Linked DNA regions of Mus musculus: regions 1, 2, 3, 4, 5 and 6 are each linked to region 7. A link is a contact called in public HiChIP or PLAC-seq and promoter capture Hi-C data. All regions are on one chromosome and are shown on one strand. Each heading gives the region's core, a stretch centred on a gene start, on an enhancer-like site or on the middle of the called end of the contact. The rest is flanking DNA. Distances are from core to core; before and after follow the strand shown. Region 1 holds the start of Ripk3 (receptor-interacting serine-threonine kinase 3). Region 2 has its middle 23 kb from the start of Gm23596. Region 3 holds the start of Nynrin (NYN domain and retroviral integrase containing). Region 4 holds the start of Jph4 (junctophilin 4). Region 5 holds the start of Ngdn (neuroguidin, EIF4E binding protein). Region 6 overlaps Zfhx2 (zinc finger homeobox 2). Region 7 holds the start of Dhrs4 (dehydrogenase/reductase (SDR family) member 4).

Region 1 (2,781 bases), core at 1-2,500, 310 kb before region 7:
AGAGCTGCTACAGAGGCCATCACAGCAGCAGTGGCTCGATTGCAGGGCCAGCACACCTATCCTCATTACAACACCCTGGCATAGACCCTGGGCCTTCCAGCTCCACAACCCCTACTTAGTAGCTGCTCTTGCTGAGCAGGGATTCCAAGAGGTCCTTTAGTGCATACTGCGTGCCTCATACCTTACCTGCACCACAGGTAGATTTATATAGCCCAGAGGCATTGTCAAGAAGAATAAGCTAACTTGAGCTGGAGTGTGTGTGTGTGTGTGTGTGTGTGTGTGTGTGTGCCGCTTAGTAGGCAAAATTCTTGTCATGCAAGCATGAGGACCTGAACTCATATTCCCACAACTAAAGTGACATTGGGGACAGTAGCCCATGTATACCATGCCAGTGTTCCTACAGCAAGATGAGAGACAGGAGAATACTGGGACATTAACAGGCTAACACATAGCATTATGCACACAGCAGAGAACAAACTGACCCTATCTCAAACAAGGTCGAACACCTACACACACACACACACACACACACACACACACACACCATGACATGCACCCCTTCACCACATGCATGGTCATGCACACACATAAATAAATTTTAAGATAAATAAGAAAGCCAAGCATGGTGGCGTACACCTTTAATCCCAGCATTTAGTCAGGAGGCAGATGCAGATGGCTCTCTGTGAGTTTGAGTCAACCTGGTCTGTATACTCGAGTCCCAGATCAACCAGGGCTCCAAAAAGAGACCCTGTCTCAAAAGTAAGTAAGTAAGTAAGTAAGTAAGTAAGTAAGTAAATAAATAAATAAATAAATAAATAAAATAAGGGCTACCTTGGTGGAGCAGAACTCGGTTCTAAACTAGTCCCATACTTACTTGGCCAAGCGATTTAAACTTTAAGTACTTGGGTTTCCTCCTCTATAGAAAAGAAAACACGGTTGATCTAAGAAGCCAGTATGTGTACCTGGCCCAAGACAACCCTTACTAGAAGCGTTACTCCGTGATCTTAGGACCATAAAATCCTCCTGATCTCCATCCTCCCTTCATCAAAATGTGGTTGGCAAGCGGTGGAGCTAAGGGGTCCAAGAGAGACTGGCTATCGTGGGGAGTCAATCGTTCCTGGATGGTGAGGACACCTTTTGTGGCACGCCCAGTGCCTGGGCGCTTCTCGGGTGGAAGCAGTTTCAAGGCACGTGCACAGGAAATAGCCCCAAAGTTTTCAATGCTCCACCCCAGGGGGCGGAGATAGAAGGAGCCTCTTATTTGAAAGGGAAGTTGTGAAGTCGCTCATTCAAAGTCCGGGGGAGCGACCTGGGAAGCGGAATTCGGGGCCTGAACCTCCGTGCCTTGACCTACTGATTGTTCCCTTTGCAGACCCTGCCTTCCTCTCAGTCCACACTCCGAGCCGTAGACGTCGGGTTTCCAGCTCCGTCTGTGCACACATAACTCCAGGAAGCCGCTAGCTCCCGACGATGTCTTCTGTCAAGTTATGGTGAGTGGGGAGTGAGCTGTGTCTCCGGCACACCCACACAGGTGGCCCGGGGACACACTCAAAGGACGCCTTTTCTGAGGCAGGGGACAAAGCTGGGGGTGAGGCGGGCAGCAGTGGGGAGGCTAGACTCGCTGCCTACGCTGCCCACGCGCAGTCACGGAATCCCGGAGCTTGGGAGACAGAGGATGCGCTAGGCTGGGGGATGGGCCCCCTACCGGACAAGAACCTTTCTCAGGCCTACTGGTGCGTCAGCGGTTCCTCTGGTGAGCCGTGAAGAACTGAAGAAGCTGGAGTTTGTGGGTAAAGGAGGGTTCGGAGTCGTGTTCCGGGCACACCACAGAACATGGAACCATGATGTAGCAGTCAAGATCGTGAACTCGTGAGTGACCCCAGCTGTAGTCAGAGTGTGGTCACGAGCCTGAGTGGGGCAAGGGTGGGGTCTTCCAGAGCGCAATCCAATTTTGGCCCCCTTTCGGCGTGTAGGAAGAAGATATCCTGGGAGGTGAAGGCTATGGTTAATCTTCGTAATGAGAACGTTCTGCTCCTGCTGGGGGTCACTGAGGACCTCCAGTGGGACTTCGTGTCCGGGCAGGCTCTGGTGACAAGATTCATGGAGAATGGCTCCCTCGCAGGGCTGCTGCAACCCGAGTGCCCTCGGCCCTGGCCACTCCTCTGTCGCCTGCTGCAGGAAGTGGTGCTGGGGATGTGCTACCTACACAGCTTGAACCCTCCGCTCCTGCACCGGGACCTCAAGCCCTCTAACATTCTGCTGGATCCAGAGCTCCACGCCAAGGTTAGTCCATCTACAACCTAGTGTAGACTTGGGACCATGTTGAGTACCTGTCCCTCTGAATACAAGACTACACACATGACAAGACCCAACTAGGAGTTTTATTTCTAGTCATACCAGGTGACCCTCCTTACCAGACGCCCTTCTTAACCCCCTGGCTCAGTTCCACAGGCCTAATGCACCCTCACGGACCCAGGCTGACTTATCTCAGGCCTGCCCATCAGCAACTCAGATCTCCTGCTAAGTTCTCAATGACTTTACCTTCCCTCTGGTCCTCCATAACACCTTCCAAAAAGCTGAGGCTGCTGCATCTTCTGGGGAGCAAGAGAGGGAAAAATCTCTGACCCCCCCCTTCATCTAATACCTTCCCTTTCCTTTCCTTTACAGCTAGCAGATTTTGGCCTGTCCACGTTTCAGGGAGGGTCCCAGTCAGGGTCAGGATCAGGATCAGGATCCAGGGACTCTGGGGGCACCCTAGCGTACTTGGACCCAGAGCTGTTA
Region 2 (2,902 bases), core at 371-2,870, 290 kb after region 7:
CATAAATTCTTAGACAAATGGATGAATCTCGAGGATATCATCCTGAGTGAGGTAACCCAATCACAAAAGAGAACACATGATATGCACTCAATGATAAGTGGATATTAGCCCAGAAGCTCAGAATACCCAAGATACAATTTGCAAAACACATGAAACTCAAGCAGAAGGAAGACCAAGTGTGAATACTTTAATCCTTCTTAGAAGGGGGAACAAAATACCCATGGAAGGAGCTACAGAGACAAAGTTCAGAGCAGAGACTGAAGGAATGACCATCCAGAGACTGCCCACCAGGGGATCCATCCCATAAACAACCACCAAACCCAAATTGCAGATGCCAACAAGAGCCTGCTGACAGGAGCCTGATATAGCTGTCTCCTGTGAGGCTCTGCCAGTGCCTGGCAAATACAGAAGTGGATGCTCACAATCATCCTTGGACAGAGCACAAGGTCCCCAATGAAGGAGCTAGAGAAAGTACCCATGGAGCTGAAGGGGTTTGCAGTCCCATAGGAGGAACAACAATATGAACTAACCAGTATACCCAGAGCTCCTTGGGACTAAACCACCAATCAAAGAAAACACATGGTGGGACATGTGGCTCTAGCTGTATATGTACCAGAGGATGGCCTAGTCGGTCATCAATGAGAGGAGAGGCCCTTGGTCCTGTGAAGGTTCTATGCCTCAGTATAGGGGAACGTCAGGGTCAGGAAGCAGGAGTGGGTGGGTTGAGGAGCAGGGGGAGGGTATAGGGAATTTTCAGAGGGGTAACTAGGAAAGGGGATAAGAATTGAAATGTAAATAAAGAAAATATCTAATAAAAAGGAAAAAAAGACACATAAAAATTATTGGACTTATTAGGACTATAAATACTAACCCTTTCACCTCCAACACCAATGAAAAAAGCCAATTGTTACAAAAATATAAAAAGTATACTAGCTTCTAGTTAACCTTCATGGAAAAAAATCTCAGGACTCTGGAGCATATCTGGATTATATGCCTAGCGAGCACACATGCTACCTTCTCAGCTTTAAAAGGAAAAGCTGTAGAACATTAAATCCTGTTATAGATGTGGCTACTTCCTTCACAGTAATGTAACACTTGTGAGTGTTAACAACTTGAAGTTCCCCTGCAGTGTGGAATCATAGGGCAGGAGGCTGGGTTCAGCCTCACTCCACAGCCTTCACATCGTTCTCTCTCTGGCTCCGTAAGCTCCTAAATCTCTGGGTACCCAGGCTCCTGAGCTGGCGCTACCCCCATAGCTTTTCTCACCCTCACTGAAGAATGGAAATAGTTAAGAAATGGGGAAGAAAACCTAGTCTGGTGCTCCCCGTAGTACCTGTTTGCTTGGTGTGCACATGGCCCACCAGGTGTGCTAATTCAAGGAATATACTTGCTTGGTGGCTGCTACTTTGTGACACACAGGGAAGCCCACATCAGGCATCTTTATCCAGTTCAGCATGAGCCTTGGCTCCGACATTGAATTTCCTGGTGTTCTTTTTCACTTCAAACTCTACATTTTACATTTTTTTTTTTACCGATTGCCCTTTGTCATCCTAGATCTGCATAAGAATAATCACTAATTACCATGTGACAGTGCCAATGACACACCTCCTCAAACAAAACCAAACCTCCAACAAAGCCACACAATGATGCCCATGTCCTGTAAGCAGCAGGAGAAAAGCTTTCAAGGGCAAATGGTGGTTAAAGGGGAAAGTGGCAAAGCCACACCTCCTGATTCTTCCCAAATAGTTCCACCAACCAGGAACCAAACATTTAAATCTTTGAGCCTACAGAGGTCACTCTCATTCAGACCACCATACACGCATATTCAGAGCCCAGATCTACATAGGGTGCCACTCCTCGTGTGCTGTCCACCTCTGCCCCTCTGCAGACAAGAGTCTCTTATTGTCCCAGGGCATGCCAATTAGGCTAGACTGATTTCTTCCTTTCTTTCCTCAAAGAAAGACAAACTCCTGAAGCTCTGGAGTGGGCCGGGGCAAGAATTGAATGATAATTTTTAAAAGAACAATTTTCTTATGTTACTGAAAAACCCATGCCCAAAGAAAAGTTCCCAAGAAGCAGGAGAAACTAGACATGTCTGAGTGATCCTGTACAGGAGGAATGCAGTCACACCTCATTTGTTTAACAAACTTTTGCTGAGGACCTTCTGCATGACAAGTTTCCCGTTAGAGGCTTTAAGGGAAAACAAAGAGAAGGACTACGGTGCCTATGCCCATGGTCAGCAGGAGCAAGGCTCTGCAGCAGTGATGCCCAAGCCCATGGTCAGCAGGAGCAAGGCTCTGCAGCAGTGATGCCCAAGCCCATGGTCAGCAGGAGCAAGGCTCTGCAGCAATGATGCCCATGTCCTGTAAACAGCAGGAGAAAAGCTTTCAAGGGCAAGTGGTGGTGAAAGGGGAAAGTGGCAAGAAAGGCAGAGGCAGAATCTGGGGGAAAGTTTGCCACTCAAAGGACTTTGGTCTTGATTTAAGCTGATGGAAAGACAGCCCAAATAGTTTCATCTATCTCCTAAAGTCACTGCCTAGCTGTGGGTGAGTATGCCTCTCCCAAAATTCAGGCATTGAAACCTAGCAGCAAGTGTGATGGTTAGAGAGCATTGGTTGCTCTTCCAGAGGTCCTGGGGTTCAATTCTAAGCACCCACATGGAAGCTCACAACTGACTGTAACTCCAGTTCCAGGGGATTTGACACCTTCACACAGATATACATGCAATCAAAACACCAATGTATAAAATAAAAATAAATAAATAAATCTTTAAAAATAAAAAAAAAAGAGTTAGGTCTTGGAGTTTCCAAGACGGCTCGGCAGTTAAAAGCACTTGCTGTTCTTTATTACTTTTTTACAAGTACCACATAAGAGGTCACAACTGCCTGTAACTCCAGCTTTA
Region 3 (2,845 bases), core at 331-2,830, 380 kb before region 7:
GTGGCAGAGGGCCTCTGTGGTATGCACAGGCCCTGGGTTCAGTCTCCATCTTTAGGGAGGCCCTGGTCAGCTGATTAGTTCTCCATGAAGGCTGAGCTGTGGTACTTTAACAGTAACGGAAAAAAATTAAGAACATAAAGAACCCAAAAGCCTCTTCTTAGCTTATCCTACACCAGCCTCTGAAACTAAGGGGCCCTGCACATCTGTTCTCTGGGCAGACACCTCTCCCCTCCCCCAGCACCTCTGTCAGAACTGGAAAAGTGCTGATGCAGCAGCTTAATGGGCGTGTTTAGGGAGAAATTTCCCAGCCTCCCCTTCCTTCTGCTGGCTGTGTTCCGGGCCTCCCCTACCTAGGCCCTGACCAACTGAGATGTGGGTAGAGCTTCAGCCAAAGGGTTAAAGACTAGCTTGTATCCGAGAGAAGGGAGTCCAGAGCATTCCTACTGGAGAAGATAAGGGAATCTGAGGGAGTAGGGGGCCCTTGGGTGTGACTGAACCAGAGGGAGGAGCCCAGGCAGAGAAGCCAAGATGAGCGTAAAAGGGACAAGCTGCAACCTGGCCTCTCCAATATCCAGCTCCATACAGCAGGCCCTTTCATCTCAACGTCCATGATTCCCTGGCATCCCAAGGCACTGCCTTCCAGAACAGATGCATCCTACTCTGCCGGCAGGGTCCTAGGTTCTACAACCTCCACCAACCTACTCCTTCCTGACTCTGATGACTGAGGCAGACCCTCACCCTCTCTCTCTCTCTCTCTCTCTCTCTCTCTCTCTGAGTCCTACTGCTTCGTCTATAAACTGCCAACGCCACTCTACAAGTGTCTCTAGGGCCCTCCTCTGGTCCCAGTACTCAGAGAAACCGCCCAGGATTTAAGCAGACAGAAAGAACGGAGGCCTTCCAGTGTCTTGGTGAGAACAAAGACATATGTTGCAGAGGCCACAAAAATGCAGGCCCTTAAACTGATCCCAAGATGGAAAATCTGGGCCTGTTTCTGACCAGAGAAGGCTGGTAGAAAGAGACTCTCAGCAGAGGTTCTCTCAGCACACTTAAAGGACAGAAGTGACATGTAAGAGAGGGGTGGGGCAGAAGGGAAAGAAGGAAGCAGAGGGACAGAGCAGGGGCCCCGCAGATCTGGAGGGAGGGAGGCCCAGACCCTGCAAGCCAAACAGCAGGACAAGCTCAACACCTCTGGGGACTCTTGACTGTTCAGGAGAGAGGGAGAGGATCTGACTAGGAGGGAAAGGAAAGAACAAAACGAAGCTGTTTACCTTGGCTTTGCCCGTATTTTCCCGGGGCCCCTCCAGCTGCAGCCAAAAGTAAGGGGTGTCAGGACGGCTCTGGAAAGCGGTCACCTTGACCCTGAAGATGCGCTGGACTTGCAGCCGCTGCCGGTGTACCCGGGGCTTCGATTTTGTCTGCACCATGAACCATTCCTGCGCTGGGGGTTTACCCCCCGACAAAAGCATGGCTGTCCCTCCGGCCCCTGGAAAGCGTGAGAAGTGTCACGGGTCCCAGCACCGAGGCCCCCAGCCACCTAGCCCTGCAGCCTAAGCCACGCCTCCCCTCCTTGAGGCGCGCCCCCCGCCACCGCCTCCCTGCTGTGGGTTCTGCGACCCACCCGCCAGCGCTCCGCGCCCGCCCTCCCAGCTCCGTCCCTTTCCGCCGCAGCACGGGAGACAAACCCTTCCTGCTAAGGGTTGTAGCTAGGGGTGGGACCGAGCGGATTCCCGCCGCCCTTCCTCCCCCTCAACCACCACCCCCTCCTCCCCTTCGACCTCGAAGCCAGGCCCCCTGGATAAACTCGCCTGAGCTGCTGGATGGCTTAAAGGGGCGCTGGAGACTGAGGGAGGGAAGGAGAGGAGGCTGGGCGGGAGGGAGAGGGCCAAACAGGGTCTTGGAAGCAACTGCCTTCCACCCAAGTTTTGTGTTCAGGGGTCAAAGTTCCTTCCTCGAAGGAAGGAAAAGGAAGGATTGAAGAGTTGATCTCTGAGACCCTGGTTTTAGATTCCAAGCAGTGTTCTACACACACACACACCACATACACACCACACGCGCACACACACCACATACACACCACACGCACACACACAAACACATCACACACACACACACACATGATCCTTGGTCGTCTGGACTTCCCTTGAAAACCCTTTACTACACCCATCTCTTTGTGGCAGGAAAGGGTTAAGGGAAAATGGGGTGGAGAGACCACAGAGGCTAGGGCCTGTAGAAACTATGGGCTGGAGACCAAGCAGGACGTAAAGGGTTACAGCTCTGACCCCCACCCCCACTCTAGTCTGGGGACCGCCTGGAACTGGCTCTAGGCCCAGGCCCTGCGGAAGCCCCCCAGGGCTGGAGGGGCAGGGGGTTAGCTGCCAGAGTTTTCAGGCTCGGGTTGTTTAGGAGAACCCCTTTTTTTAGCAAGTGTGAGTTAGAGTGTGAGGAGCCAGTGGGAGGTAGGGTCTCCAATCATCCTTATCCACAGCCATATGGTTGGCATCAGTGGTCCAAGACTAGCCCTGGGCTGGGGACACTCTCAAAACCCGAGCTGCCTTGGAGACATGCTCAGTACAAAGAACACTTTATGTGGTCTTGTAGCCTGAAGTAGCCTGGCACTGGGAAGGCACAGTCTGCAGCTGGGGCCTCGAGAGAACCTTACTTTCCAAACAAACCAAGAGTCACAGTCTGACAGACACAAGTATGACCTGACCCACGGGAACAAAGGACAGCTATTTTTTTTTTTAAACTGAGTCCTTTCCTAGGACATCGGTGTTACAGAGCCACCGATGTGTGTATGTATGCAGGCCAGTGGGGAGGTGCACGCTGTGCAGAAGGGGCCCAGGGG
Region 4 (2,914 bases), core at 155-2,654, 360 kb after region 7:
GGGAACATAATGAGACCCTGTTTTAAAAAAAAAAAAAAAAAAAAGAGTAGTCTCTGCCCTGGAGAAACTTCTAGAAAAACACAATGTGATTTAGGGATATAGCTCAGCAGACACACAAGCCTACAGCCTGAGCTCAATCCATGGATCCTAGGTGAGAAGCCAGATGCAGTGGCCCACATCTAAGCCTAGCACTCCTAAGGAAAGATGGGAGTCCACAAGAGGATCAGGCCAACTAGCCTGGAGTACATTACACAGAGGAGACAAGAGCTATCTCAACAAGACAGAAGACAAGGACTTCCTCTGATATCTCTCTCTCTCTCTCTCTCTCTCTCTCTCTCTCTCTCTCTCTCTGACACATGCACACACCACCACCCCACTAATATATACATAGTGTGTAGTATGCACACACATGTGCCTGTGTGTGTGTGTACAAGAGAAATCCCTGTTTATTTCGATCTTCATACTCTTTATTTTACCAAAGTACCCAATGTAACCCTGACTTTAGGGGATGCTCCCAAGCACAGACATCTGGAAGAACTGAAGGGCTCGAAAGACACCAAGCTGCCAGCTAGAGCCCAGTGATAGAGCACGCGCTTTATCCCAAGAACCAGAATTCCGTTCCCAACACCAACAAAAATAAAAGTCTGCGTTTAGTGTTCTACTTCTAGCTTTGCCAACTTTGCCAGTGTGCCCCTTGGTGAATGACTTCCCCCTCGGGGCTCTGGATCTCTTTAAATCAGGTGTGGGGATGAGGGGTGGGCAGCGGGGACTAGGTCCTATGGGGAAAGAAAGGCAATTGAGCACACTGGTGCCTCCTTCCCTGTAAACACGCAGGGGCAGGCCAGAGGAAGCTGAGAAGGGAGGGAATGCAGTACGTGAATACCTGTGTGGTCTACTTGTGCTGTCAATCTGGAGAGTGGACTCGAAGAGGTCGATGATGGGCTTAAGGGGCCACAGCAAAAGCCTGCTCAAGCAAACTTGTGTAATTTGCTGTGTTGTGAAAGAGAAGACTCCAGAGCCCTAAGATCTTGGTGGCCTCCTCAAATTTGAGCCCCCTTAATGAACATACCAACACTCCCTTCAGAGGGCCCATCCTAGACAAACTGTTGGTGTCCGCGGAATATTGTGTGCATTAGCTTAGTGGGGCCTCCAGACAGGGCCCCATCTCAAGCTACCTCTAAAACTGTGACAGGGTGGGCGCTGTCTGGTGGAGGAGTTTGAGCTGAATGGGCAGAGGTATCCACGTTCAAATGCCTCCTGGCTTCCGGCCAAGCAGCTGGCAGGTTCATCCCTCTCCCCAGGGTCCTCATAAACACCACTTCCGGACCTCCTGTCTCCATGTGGGCTCTTCCTGCCGGGATTTCTATTCTCATGCCTGCCCTTTCTCTGCAGAGCTTTCTCCCGCTCGTCGCGAGCCTTATTTCGCTCTCTTCTTCTCCCTATGTGATTCTGCTCCCCTCCTTCCCTCCACCCTTGACTTCTCTCCCTAGCTATCTCTCAAGAGTCCTGGAATGGGTCTCCCTCGCCATCTCCCATGCCGGCTATATCTCCCCCTGCCATAGCTCTCACCCCTGCACCTCATTCTTTGTATTCCTCTCGCACTCCCGGTCTCCCCAGCATCTCTCCTCCCCCGCCTGGCTCTGGCCTCCCCCTGCCTCCCCATCTTAAGACTCCTCCCCCTAGCTCCTCTCCCCTCCCCTCCCTCCACCTCACTCCACTCCCTGCCTGCATGCCACGGTTTCTTTCCACCGTGGGGGTCTCTGAGCCTTCCATTCTCCTCTCCGCCTGCCTTCTCCCTCACCTCAGGGGTAGCGAACCCCCTTTTTTTCTGCCTGAGCATCCTCGCACCACCCCCACTGCCACTGACTCTCTCCCCACCCTCTCCTCTCCGCTTCTCTCTGCCCCTTTAAATCTGCCTGGCCCAGCCTCCCCCTTGATGCTGGGTTTGGAGCAAACATTGATTTGTGCTGGGATGGAATTGGAATTTTGATTTTTTTTTTCCTCTCCCAACCATAAGAAGAAAAAAATAAAAACACCCCTTCTTGATAGCCCCCTCCCCTTTCCCATCCAGCCCCCAGCTCCTCTTCGCTGTCTCCGTTCAAGACAGATTTTTTTCCCCCTACACTTATTCTCATCCCCTCCACCCTGCCACTACCTCACCCCCCACACTAGCCTGCACCTTCAGCCGAGGAAAAGGGACTCTCCCATAGCTCCCCCACCTTCCTTCTCTGGGTTGTAGCAGTCTCTCCGGAAGGGAAGGGGGCTTGGCTTGTCCTGGTGAGGTGTGAGTGGAGGGACCCTGCCATGGAAACTGCGCCTGGGAGGCAGCCTGAGCCCCAGCACACATGGTGAGTAACCTGTCCCCTCCCTTTCGCCAGTCTGCCCATCCCTACCCTCATCCCCCACCCCACCCCCAACATCCCCATTCTACCATCGGCCCACCTGGGGCCGGCTTTCTAGCTAGCTACATTTTTACCCCCTTGCCTCCCCCGCACCCGGGTTTGCTAGCGGAGCCAAAGAATCCAGGCAGAGGGGTCCAAATCGCCAGGAAAGCAGGTGTCGGAAGACCCTGCCCTGGCCCCTCCCAGGTCCCCCACCTCCAACTGCCATCCACGCTCCACACTCTGGGGTTCTGGGTTGGAAAAGTAGGACTCGGGATCAGCGCTGGGACCCCAAGTCCCGGGAGGCGCCCTCTACAAGTTGGGAGGGATGGGAAAGCCCCCTTGCCCTCACCGCTTGGGAGCTGCTAAAAGATGCTGCCTAGGGGGGATGGGAGGAGGGCTGGAGGGCGGTGCTGATGCCCTAAAGCTACCGGCAGGGGAGCGGCTGGCAAAGAAGGGGACCTCGCTTTCCACTTGCCTCGCTCTCCACTTGCACCCCTCTTTCTCCGCAGCCACTCAGGATGAGGGTCCGG
Region 5 (2,956 bases), core at 80-2,579, 460 kb after region 7:
TTTTGTTTTTTGAGATAGGGTTTGTCTATGAAGCCCAGGTTGTTCTGGAACTCACTATACACTCCAAGCTGACCTTGAACTCACAGAGATCCACCTGCCTCTGCCTCCTAAGTGCTGGGTTTAAAGGTGTGCACCATAAACAGGCCAAGGAGTGTAATTTTATCTGTACCACTAGAACTTACTATGTAAATGCATATTAAGTGGCACTTATAGCCACTATTTTGACAGATTGTCAACATCTGTTTTCTTAGTTATTATTTAAATAAAGGAGTTTGGGTATAACTTAAAAAAAGTTTTCTGGGGGGTGGCTGCAATCGGAATGTAAAGTGACTAAATAAAATAAATAAATAAGTAAGTGAATGGGGGAAAAACAGCTTTCTGTATTTCTTTGGGAGCTGAATGAATTATTTTGAACTTTCATGAAGCGCATATAAGGCTTTTATTTTACACCTAAGATAATTTTGTAGTATTCGAATCATCAAAGTGTGTGGATGAGACTTATGAAGTCAAAGTTAATCCCTGACTGATTTATTCTAAAAGACATACATACTCACCTGCTCCTGGAGGTTTTTCAAAAGTGTTATCGAACTTGACACGTCTGACTCCAGCACCTCCTACAGATAGGAGGGGACAGTTAAAGGTGATCAATTTCTTACTTTAGGCGATGATGATTGCAGAACGTACTGCCTATCAAACTCCCTCCTTTCCTTCAAAACAGTCGCGACTTTTGGGTCGTTTTCCCCCCGCACAGGGGCAGGCAGCCTCGGCACACAGCCAGTCTCCTCCCACCACACCCCCCCCAATTTACTGGAAAAGACCGGAGATTTCATCGCCAAACTTTACGGCTGCCTTTGCCCCAGCCACATTGTACATGTGACGCTAGCTCTGCTCGGAACATTGTCCCACCTTAAGGCCGGGTCACCGCCCGCCATGGTCACGAGACTCTCCCTACAAAGCTCATTCTGAAGAGTAATTTGGGGTTAGCCTCCTGTCCGGAACCAGCCAACCTGCAGCGTCTGACCCTCCCTCTCATCTGACATACGATACCGCTGTGTCAGAGTGAGCGCATCCCTGAGACAACTCTCATCACTCTCATCATCCATGGTGCCAACGGTTTGCCTCGATCCGTGGAGGCGAAAGGAAACTTTCACAGATTCCTTCCTTTCCGGGAAGAAGCAAGGAGACAGAACTCACCGGAGCCGCCATCTTCGCAAAGCCCACCCTTTCCGGGCCCGAACTTCCTAGGAGCTAGCGTGAGTTCATAGTTTTGATAGACAATCACAGTTTGCAAATTTCAGCCAATGGAAGTAAGAGATCTTTCATTTCCGCTAATCGGAGAGGCGGGACCTCACCTAGCCAATGAAATAAAGAAACTCCCTGAATGTGTCAAACGCAGAGGCGTTCTTAAGGCGTAAAGGTGGGCGGGGACAGAAGCATGTGATTCGTGATTTACAGAGAATGATGGATGCTAATTCCAATAAATATTGTGCAGATTATTGATTGACAGCTAGTGCAACCAGTAGAAAAAAGAAATTAGTTATGCAGCCCGAGAGCTCATTGGCTCCCAGATGCCGCAGAGACAGTCTTTCCACGGCGTTTTCCGTGTAGTGCCAAAACAGACCGCAGGGTGGCGGCTTCCGTCCGTTCTCTGATGCGGCAGGGTTGCTGGGCCGCCATTGGCCCCAGGACTTCCAAGTGCGCCTTTCCTGGTTCTGTGACTGTCCTTGAACAACAGTGGAGCCCTTTTCATCCGTAATTTGGATGGTTGGGATGGAGGAGCGGGAACCCAAGGTTCAGAAACCGTCGGCCGCATCACCGGCCAACCCTCCCCGTGCACGCCTAGGACTCTGCGCAAAGGCCGCATTGCGCCCTGCATTCCTCTCGAGGGAAAAATCGACAGGCGAGGAACCGGCTCAACCTGCGTGCCTTTCTCACTGCTCCACTCGTCCACCGCAGAACGTGGTTAAAACCCTGGCTGTGCATATTTCCTTTGTCCCCGTCATCTTTTCTCAGTATCTTCCAACACGCCCACTCCCTCGCCTCTCACGGGCTGGAGGATTAGGTGGGAGTTATAACTCCCACTCTCCGTCTGCATTACACAATACAGCGCTAGAAAGGTCCTCCTGGCTCGGAGTTTCCTCGCGCAACAGAAGAGCAGACCTGAGCCGGGAAATCCAAAGTGTAGCTTTGGCCTTTAATCCCAGATCTCTTTAGTCAAGAGACAAGCAGAGCTCCATGAGTTTCAAGCCAGTCTGGTCTACATTGTGAGATCCCATCTCAATAAACAAAATGAAAACGGGGCTGGAGCGATGGCTCAGTCAGTGGCCAAGAGCACATATTATTCTTGCAGATGACCAACGTTCCATTCCCAGCACCCAGACAAGACAGCTCACAACTACCTTTAACTCCAGCCCCAGGGGAATTTTAGTTCCTTCTGACTTCCCTATATACAGACATAGGCATACATAAAAGTGATTGTTTTTTTGTTTTTTGTTTTTTGTTTTTTTTTTTTAAGCAAAAAAGAGTAATCCTTTTTCTATCTTGAATTCTGGGTGAAACATTCTAGTTTCTACCTATTTGGGAACTACATAAAATGGGACAGAGGGTTTGCCTGTGATATTTATTTGCTGTTTAAGGTTCATTGGGAGGCGCAGAGCACTGTAAGAACCTACAAGAGTTTTGGTATTTTTCTGTCTTTTAAAAAAAAAAGTTTATTTATTATATGTGTGCGGCACGCTTGTGAAGATCAAATGGGAGTTGGATCTCCTTCCACTATGTGAGTCCTGGAAATAGAACTCAGTTGGTCAGCCTAGTGGGCAAGCGCCTTGACCTGGAGCCATCTTGTCAGCACTTTTCATGTATTTATTAGGATTTTCTTGTGAAACTTCTGTTTTAACACTATTTTTTGGAACTTGAAGTTTGTCATATGTGTTATAGACAAACGATTACAATATCT
Region 6 (2,742 bases), core at 8-2,507, 400 kb after region 7:
ACCAAGGCCAAGTAAGTAAGGCTTGAGTTCTGCCAACCTCCTAGGGAATCTCGACCTATCAGCTGAGGCAGGAGGATCATGGGTAATCTACTGCCAGCCTGGGCTTTAGAGGAGGGGCAAAGAGGGATAATCGCCAAGCAAAGCAGTAAATGGTGGGAGGACTAGGTGTGAACCTGGCCCCATTGAGAGGCGGAGCAGGAGGAATGCCAGCCTCCTTCCAAACACTGTGCTCTGCCCCGAGGGAGGGGATGGCCAAGCAGGGGGTAGAGCATGGCCCTCACTGACACCCAGGCCATGCACTCTGTATATTGATTGCCCTTATGGCCCTCACCCCATTACTCCCAGGTTTCCACGTGAGGAAGTAGTCTGGATAAGCAAGGTTGAGTGCTGGTGAGGGCCCGGGCCAGCATGACTTTGGTCTCTTACACTTGAAGATGTAAAGCTCAGGGCTGGTAGAGTCTTGGTGCCCAAGCTGTTGCCACAAAATCTTTTGCCCTTCACTGGGCCTGAGGAAATGGAGGGGGGCAGGTTTTGTTTATTCGGTTTGCAGAGCTGGGGCTTGGTGGTGTTCCCTCTGTGACCAGCAGGGGGCAGTGGTGCTTCTCCTAATCTGATCCAGGTGGGGCTTGGAGGGAAACACCCTGGGCCACCGTGGCTTCAAATTCTGTGGCGCCTCTAACTCCATTTCCATGCTCTGCCCTTGCCCCCTGGCTCCAGGACTTCTCTAGTTGTCTGTCAGTTTCCCATCCTACAGGGTCTCAAAGACTACCTTAAAGATCTTCCACTTGTATGCTGAACCTCAAATTCAAGCCTTTCAGTTTCTGCCTCCTGATATATGTGTGTGTGTGTGTGTGTGTGTACATATATGCCTTACTCTTCAGGTCAGTAATTATGACTGCCTTCTGTTTGCGGGACAGCAGTTCCTGTCGAGCCTTGAAAGCACTCCCAGGCTTCCCTCTCTTGAGTAACAGGCAGACAGGAAAACCTGGCGGAAGGGGGAAGGAGACAGTTCCCAGAACGAAAAGCCTGTTTCTCCACAGCCTTGCCTTATCCCTTCCTCTCCACCTCACCCTAGTGAGGAGCTGGGACGGGAGGGAAGAATGGAAGGCCACGAGGGAGCTCCCAGGACTGAGGGCCGCTTTAGAGCTGTCGATCCATCCATCTTTCGGGGCGACTGCACCCTCAGAACTCTCCGCCCTCCCTAGGCTCCAGGGCTCCCTCCTTCCATTCCCCGTGGTGGCAGCAGCCTTGTAATTTAAAGCTCTCCCTGTCGCCTCTAATGCGATCCTCCGGTTTTATTGACTCGCTCTGCGGTCTGTGGCGCCCCTTCACATCAATCTCCGCTCTAATCACACGGCTGCCACTGCCTGCTCTGCGGAGGCCCAGCCCTTTCCTCTACTGTCCCCCACCTCCAGAACACCAGCCGCCTTCGCTCCAATTCCTTCTGAGCTGTAATGTCATGGTCTGTGGCGGCTGCCTTCTGCCTCTACCCTCCTGTGAGACCAGGCCCACGGGAGAGCTGCTCTTAAGAAATGCTGGGAACCACAGGAAGAAATGGCTGTGGGACAGGGGTGACTGAGAATCTTGGCTAGGGATAGCAGGTAGATGAGCCCCGATTTTTTAGAGGCTTTCGTGCCATCAACAGTTCAAGGCAAGAAGGGCAAAACAAAAAGGGGGCTTAGAGCTTCAGAGGGGGAAGTCAGAAGCGGGAGGCAGAAGGATTAAAAGTGGGGAACACCCTGGCCACAAAAGTCTAATCGCTAGTGCGCGGTGGGAGAAACTTCGGAGAAAGGGACGAGGGAAATAGGTAGGGGAGAGATAAATTTGCAATGGAAATTCTCTCCTGAAGAGGAGGGATAGGCTGGGAGGTAGGGAAGAGATTTGCAATTTTAAATAAGCCACCAGCTGACCTACCCGGCTGTGTTACGGGTCTCACCCACAAGCTGGCCAAAAGCTGAGCCCCTTTGGTTTCTACTTAGCAACCCAGCAGTCCTTTTCTAGTAGGAGAATTAAGCTTTAGAGAGAGCGGGAATCTGGGAGTTACTCCAGGGTCGGGTCCTATTCAGGCTGCCTCTGAGCTGTGATGTAGCACTGTGAGTGGAGAGCCAAGAGGGAGCTGAATGCTTGTAAGCGGGGCTCGTCTGCTGCCCCGGCAGGTGAGTTAAAGGGCCCACCATGTCAACCCTCAGCTCTCCCTATCTAGTGGGGCCCAGCCTGTGGAAATGACTGAACCCTCACAAACCAACAAACTTAGCATCCTCTGTCCCACCAAGGATCCTCAGAAGGAATGCCTTTCTCCATCAATGCTAGGGCTCCACCCCCAGCCCCACCCAGATTCGTCATTTTCCTTTGATTTCCAGGTACTTATTTGCATCTCATTAGCATGCTAGTTCTGCCCCTCAAGGTTCTTGAAGGTTCTGACTCAGGCCAAGCTGGATTCCCAGGGGCAGGAGGGAAGAGGGAAGTGGGAAAGCAACCAGGCTCCTGGACCAAGGACCCATATCAAATCTGGGACTCTGGAGATGAGGGTTAAGGACGGCCCAAGGAGTAAGAGGCCACCCCCTCGCCCTTTCTCTGAACCAGTGTGGCCTGAATGTTAGACAGTTTATCATTAGAGATTGTTGTTGATTCAGAGAGAAAGAGGAGTTAGATGGATTCATGGGGAACTGATAATTTTGAAGAAGGCCTGACAGCTCCTCCCACACACAAACCAACCTCCCTCCCCGCTCCTAACCCCCTCTA
Region 7 (2,952 bases), core at 5-2,504:
GGTGACACACTGTCAAGGCCTCTACCGCAGAGAAGAGGGCGAGAGCATGCGTGGGCTCTGCTTTCAGGCTTTCAGCACTGGACCCTCGCTCTCCCTGTATTCGAGCTTCACGCATTTCTACTAGGTAGAGTAGGCTTTTAATGGTGCGGACAGAAGGATAAGCTCAGATGATTTTATTATGATCTTGTCTTTTACCCCAGTTCCCGGGACTGACATCACCTGCCACAGCCTTCATGACCGATTATTGTACCTATGTCCAGTTGGGAAAGAGGGGAGAGAAATAGATGAGTGTTCAGTTGCCATGGACTTAGGGGCCTTGCTGGAAGAAGCCCATATCCCCAAATACCTCTTACCACACTACAACCTCACAATTCTATCTTTTGATATATTTGGGGGGGGCCTTCACCAAAAAAAGCATGGCTCAAAATGTAAATATCAATTACATATTTTATAATAGCCAGATGTTAGCTTTTCATAGACATCTGCATTACAGATTTTCAAGGAGTTTTTTAATTTAGTAAGGTCCTGTGGGGATTAAAAAACTGGATAGTTGAGAGTGGTGGGTGAGACAGGCTGGGCACGGAGGCCCAAATATACAGACTGAAGTAAAGATCTGGGCACGGGATCCAGGTAAGGGGTCCCTAGGGAGCAAGAACAGCAAGCAGAGCTTTGAAGCCGTGACTGGTTGTTTTGGTCTTCCCAGACTCTAGGTGGAGCTGTCGATTGGGGCAGCCCAGAAGCACCGGGACCTGGGTCCTTCTGGCAGCGCCGAGCTCTCACAAAGCCGAAGGCAACAGTGATACAAGGGCTAGCCTGTGGCAGGGCCAGGTCGGGGATTCGGAGCGATTTCAGGTCCACCATGTGGGTTTCCTTTTTCTCCCTCGGGGTGGCCTTTGGCCGCATCTGAGGCTCGAGGACAACAGTCCAGGAGTTAAAGAGTACTTGTTTCTGGATGAAGACTCTGGCTCTGGTACTCACCCGTCGGTGGAGGCTGTGACCAGGGCCACCTTATTGGAGAGAGGGTTTCGACGAGTCAACCCGGAACTGGCCATCCTCACCGACATCCACGCTTGAGTCCAACCACCTAACAGCCGTCCCGCTTTCTGCATAGTTCAGGCCAGGGGGTTGGGTTGAACTCTGCTAGGGGAGGGGACTGTTCAAAGGGCGGGAGGCTGGTCTAGCTGGGAGAGCTCTGACTTCCCAGACTGCCTGCCCCTCTTCTAGGACCGGCTCTGCGACGGCCCGGGACTAGGCGGGAGCCGCGGCGGTTGCGAGCGCTCCCTGCTGGCGCCCCGCGCCCCTTTGCCTGATTTGGGACTCCCGCAAATTCTCAGTCCAAGTTTCCTTCAAGACCCCCACACCTCTTCTACCAGAACCCCCAGCTTTTCCTGTGCCCCAGCTGCTCCTCCCACTTCTGCTGGTCCACCTTTTTTTGGGATGGGGTCTTAGGAGAGTCGTTGGAGAGGAAGCTTTGCAATTTTATTTATTTTTGTTTTGCTTCCTTAAACTCCAAATAATTCTTCCTTTATAAAAAGCCTGGGTTTGTATGCAGGACTGCACAGACAACTCATTTGGTAAAATGGTTGTTGAGCAAGCATGCTGGCCTGAGTTTGGATCTTCAGCATTAACATAAAAAGCAGGGCTTGTCACCTAACAGCTGTATTCCTAGCTTTAGATACACAGACAAGATGATTGTTGAGGCTTTTGGTCATCTGGTCTTGCCAATCCATGAGCTCCGGGCTCAGTGAAAAACCCCGTCTCAAGAAAAAGATAAGATAGGGAGTGGTAGAAAACAGTCCACGTTGACCTCTCGTATAGGCACATGTGTGCATACCCTACTCCCCCAGCCCCAGAAACACACCATGATGAGCGTAGTAAAAATGCCTTTAGACATGTAAAAAATAGCTTATTCAGGAACCCCACTACACCCATGGCTGTACTGATAACCAGAACATCACTCACTCAGGATAACCAGACACAGTCCTAGCACCCCACGATGCCCATTGGACAGTATCAAAGCAGAGACCAAGGGCAATGCTCTGCTCTGCACAGTTGGAGAGAAGCTACCCAGATCTGCCCTGTGTCTGGAGAGTCTTGCCAAGGATCCTGACCCTCGAATCAGAGACCACTAATAGAGGCTAGACCCAACCTTCAGTTAAGATATGTTACACAGCTGAGAAGCCCTGGGGAGACAGGCTTAGGACCTTAGTTAGGAATTTAGAGAGTGAACCTTGTGTGATGACCCTCTGCGTAAGAAAATAACACACACACACACACACCACACATCACATACAAGAAGGGCAAATGAATGAATGTTTTGAGACTGTCTGTGGAGGTGACACTTGTGCTCCTCACAGTGTCCATGTAGTGAGGGATGAGGAGGCCAGGTGACAAATGTGATAAGTTGTGACAGCTGGCCTAGGCCTGACACTATCTTTCCCTATGGCACAAAGTCTATTGCCAGTGGTTCTCAACCTGTGAGTCACAACCCCTTTGGGTTTGCCTAAGACTATTGGAAATATCAAATTTTTTCATTATGATTCATAACAGTAGCAAAAATTAGTTATGAAGTAGCAATGAAAATAATTTTATGACTGGGGGCCACAACATGAGGAACTGAATTAAAGGGTTGCAGCATTAGCCAGGTTGAGAGCCACTGAGGACTTCATCTTCAGACAGGCAGGAAATGACCACTGTGATACCCAGGGTGAAAAGATGGAGGTCCTGGGTCTATCTGATGCCAAAGGGTCGCCCAGCCACTTCCACAGACAGGGTGGAGATATGGAGACCGGGGAGCGCTATGATTTTCCATGCCCACCCATCTATTCTAGCTCAATAACTAACTGTTATGTGTGAGAGTGCTTGATTAACTGTAAACGACTAAGTATGGAGTGATTATTTTCACCAAACAGTAGTTATTATTACTGCCATAGGCCAGACTCTTCCTTTATG

Evidence for each region. Promoter capture Hi-C pulls out the DNA fragments that hold promoters and counts their contacts. HiChIP or PLAC-seq counts read pairs in DNA pulled down with a chosen protein or histone mark.
Region 1: a promoter capture Hi-C map of pre-B cells shows a contact between it and region 7, with 4 times the contacts expected there. The contact joins the promoter of Ripk3 here to the promoter of Dhrs4 in region 7. A contact is called at or near these places in 3 of 39 promoter capture datasets (the C10 cell line and pre-B cells), 2 of 115 datasets of contacts at active chromatin or transcription factors (embryonic stem cells and memory CD8 T cells) and 2 of 9 other capture datasets (adipose tissue and liver).
Region 2: a contact with region 7 is called in an H3K27ac HiChIP or PLAC-seq map of embryonic stem cells, with 5 read pairs. The contact joins the enhancer-like site here to the promoter of Dhrs4 in region 7. A contact is called at or near these places in 22 of 39 promoter capture datasets (the 3T3-L1 cell line, 3T3-L1-derived adipocytes, the HPC-7 cell line and 14 more), 1 of 484 Hi-C or Micro-C datasets (muscle stem cells), 13 of 115 datasets of contacts at active chromatin or transcription factors (SST interneurons, bone marrow-derived macrophages, embryonic basal ganglia and 6 more) and 4 of 9 other capture datasets (adipose tissue, embryonic stem cells, liver and 1 more).
Region 3: a contact with region 7 is called in a promoter capture Hi-C map of second pharyngeal arch cranial neural crest. The contact joins the promoter of Nynrin here to the promoter of Dhrs4 in region 7. A contact is called at or near these places in 7 of 39 promoter capture datasets (the C10 cell line, cranial neural crest, liver and 3 more), 3 of 484 Hi-C or Micro-C datasets (B cells, CD4 T cells and embryonic stem cells) and 2 of 9 other capture datasets (adipose tissue and liver).
Region 4: a contact with region 7 is called in a promoter capture Hi-C map of embryonic stem cells, with 6 times the contacts expected there. The contact joins the promoter of Jph4 here to the promoter of Dhrs4 in region 7. A contact is called at or near these places in 28 of 39 promoter capture datasets (the 3T3-L1 cell line, 3T3-L1-derived adipocytes, the C10 cell line and 18 more), 1 of 15 datasets of contacts at CTCF or cohesin (stem cell-derived epiblast-like cells), 4 of 484 Hi-C or Micro-C datasets (embryonic stem cells and uterus), 22 of 115 datasets of contacts at active chromatin or transcription factors (the SCID.adh cell line, acute myeloid leukemia, bone marrow-derived macrophages and 12 more) and 5 of 9 other capture datasets (adipose tissue, embryonic stem cells, liver and 2 more).
Region 5: a contact with region 7 is called in an H3K4me3 HiChIP or PLAC-seq map of embryonic stem cells, with 4 times the contacts expected there. The contact joins the promoter of Ngdn here to the promoter of Dhrs4 in region 7. A contact is called at or near these places in 8 of 39 promoter capture datasets (the 3T3-L1 cell line, the HPC-7 cell line, cranial neural crest and 4 more), 1 of 484 Hi-C or Micro-C datasets (liver) and 7 of 115 datasets of contacts at active chromatin or transcription factors (the 230-238 cell line, embryonic hindbrain, embryonic stem cells and 1 more).
Region 6: a contact with region 7 is called in an H3K27ac HiChIP or PLAC-seq map of epiblast stem cells, with 6 times the contacts expected there. The contact joins the enhancer-like site here to the promoter of Dhrs4 in region 7. A contact is called at or near these places in 6 of 39 promoter capture datasets (the 3T3-L1 cell line, the HPC-7 cell line, cranial neural crest and 3 more), 5 of 115 datasets of contacts at active chromatin or transcription factors (astrocytes, embryonic stem cells, epiblast stem cells and 1 more) and 2 of 9 other capture datasets (adipose tissue and pancreatic islet).

What each region holds. Positions count from the first base shown.
Region 1 is chr14:55,787,326-55,790,106 of GRCm38.p6, reverse strand. Ripk3 (receptor-interacting serine-threonine kinase 3) reads left to right here and starts at 1,250. Exons shown (of 10, transcript NM_019955.2): 1 at 1,250-1,490; 2 at 1,726-1,869; 3 at 1,974-2,283; 4 at 2,668-2,781. The coding sequence starts at 1,471. All of the region lies in intron 2 of Gm32092 (a long non-coding RNA gene), which reads right to left.
Region 2 is chr14:55,183,574-55,186,475 of GRCm38.p6, reverse strand. No RefSeq gene overlaps it. Among named protein-coding and RNA genes, the nearest start is that of Gm23596, 23 kb to the right of the region's middle. Within about 2 kb of position 1,620, at least 4 of the 459 cell types and tissues checked have an H3K27ac peak or open chromatin away from gene starts, as enhancers often do. A contact at or near this core is called in embryonic stem cells, where this site is marked.
Region 3 is chr14:55,852,850-55,855,694 of GRCm38.p6, reverse strand. Nynrin (NYN domain and retroviral integrase containing) reads right to left here and starts at 1,580. Exons shown (of 8, transcript NM_001040072.1): 1 at 1,269-1,580. The coding sequence starts at 1,466.
Region 4 is chr14:55,115,425-55,118,338 of GRCm38.p6, reverse strand. Jph4 (junctophilin 4) reads left to right here and starts at 1,404. Exons shown (of 6, transcript NM_177049.5): 1 at 1,404-2,348; 2 at 2,894-2,914.
Region 5 is chr14:55,013,827-55,016,782 of GRCm38.p6, reverse strand. Ngdn (neuroguidin, EIF4E binding protein) reads right to left here and starts at 1,329. Exons shown (of 11, transcript NM_026890.2): 1 at 1,195-1,329; 2 at 555-614. The coding sequence starts at 1,206.
Region 6 is chr14:55,077,281-55,080,022 of GRCm38.p6, reverse strand. All of the region lies in intron 1 of Zfhx2 (zinc finger homeobox 2), which reads left to right. Among named protein-coding and RNA genes, the nearest start is that of Zfhx2, 13 kb to the left of the region's middle. Within about 2 kb of position 1,257, at least 107 of the 459 cell types and tissues checked have an H3K27ac peak or open chromatin away from gene starts, as enhancers often do. A contact at or near this core is called in adipose tissue, embryonic stem cells, epiblast stem cells and 2 more, where this site is marked.
Region 7 is chr14:55,477,060-55,480,011 of GRCm38.p6, reverse strand. It overlaps Dhrs4 (dehydrogenase/reductase (SDR family) member 4), which reads right to left and starts at 1,254. Exons shown (of 8, transcript NM_001037938.2): 1 at 979-1,254. The coding sequence starts at 1,109.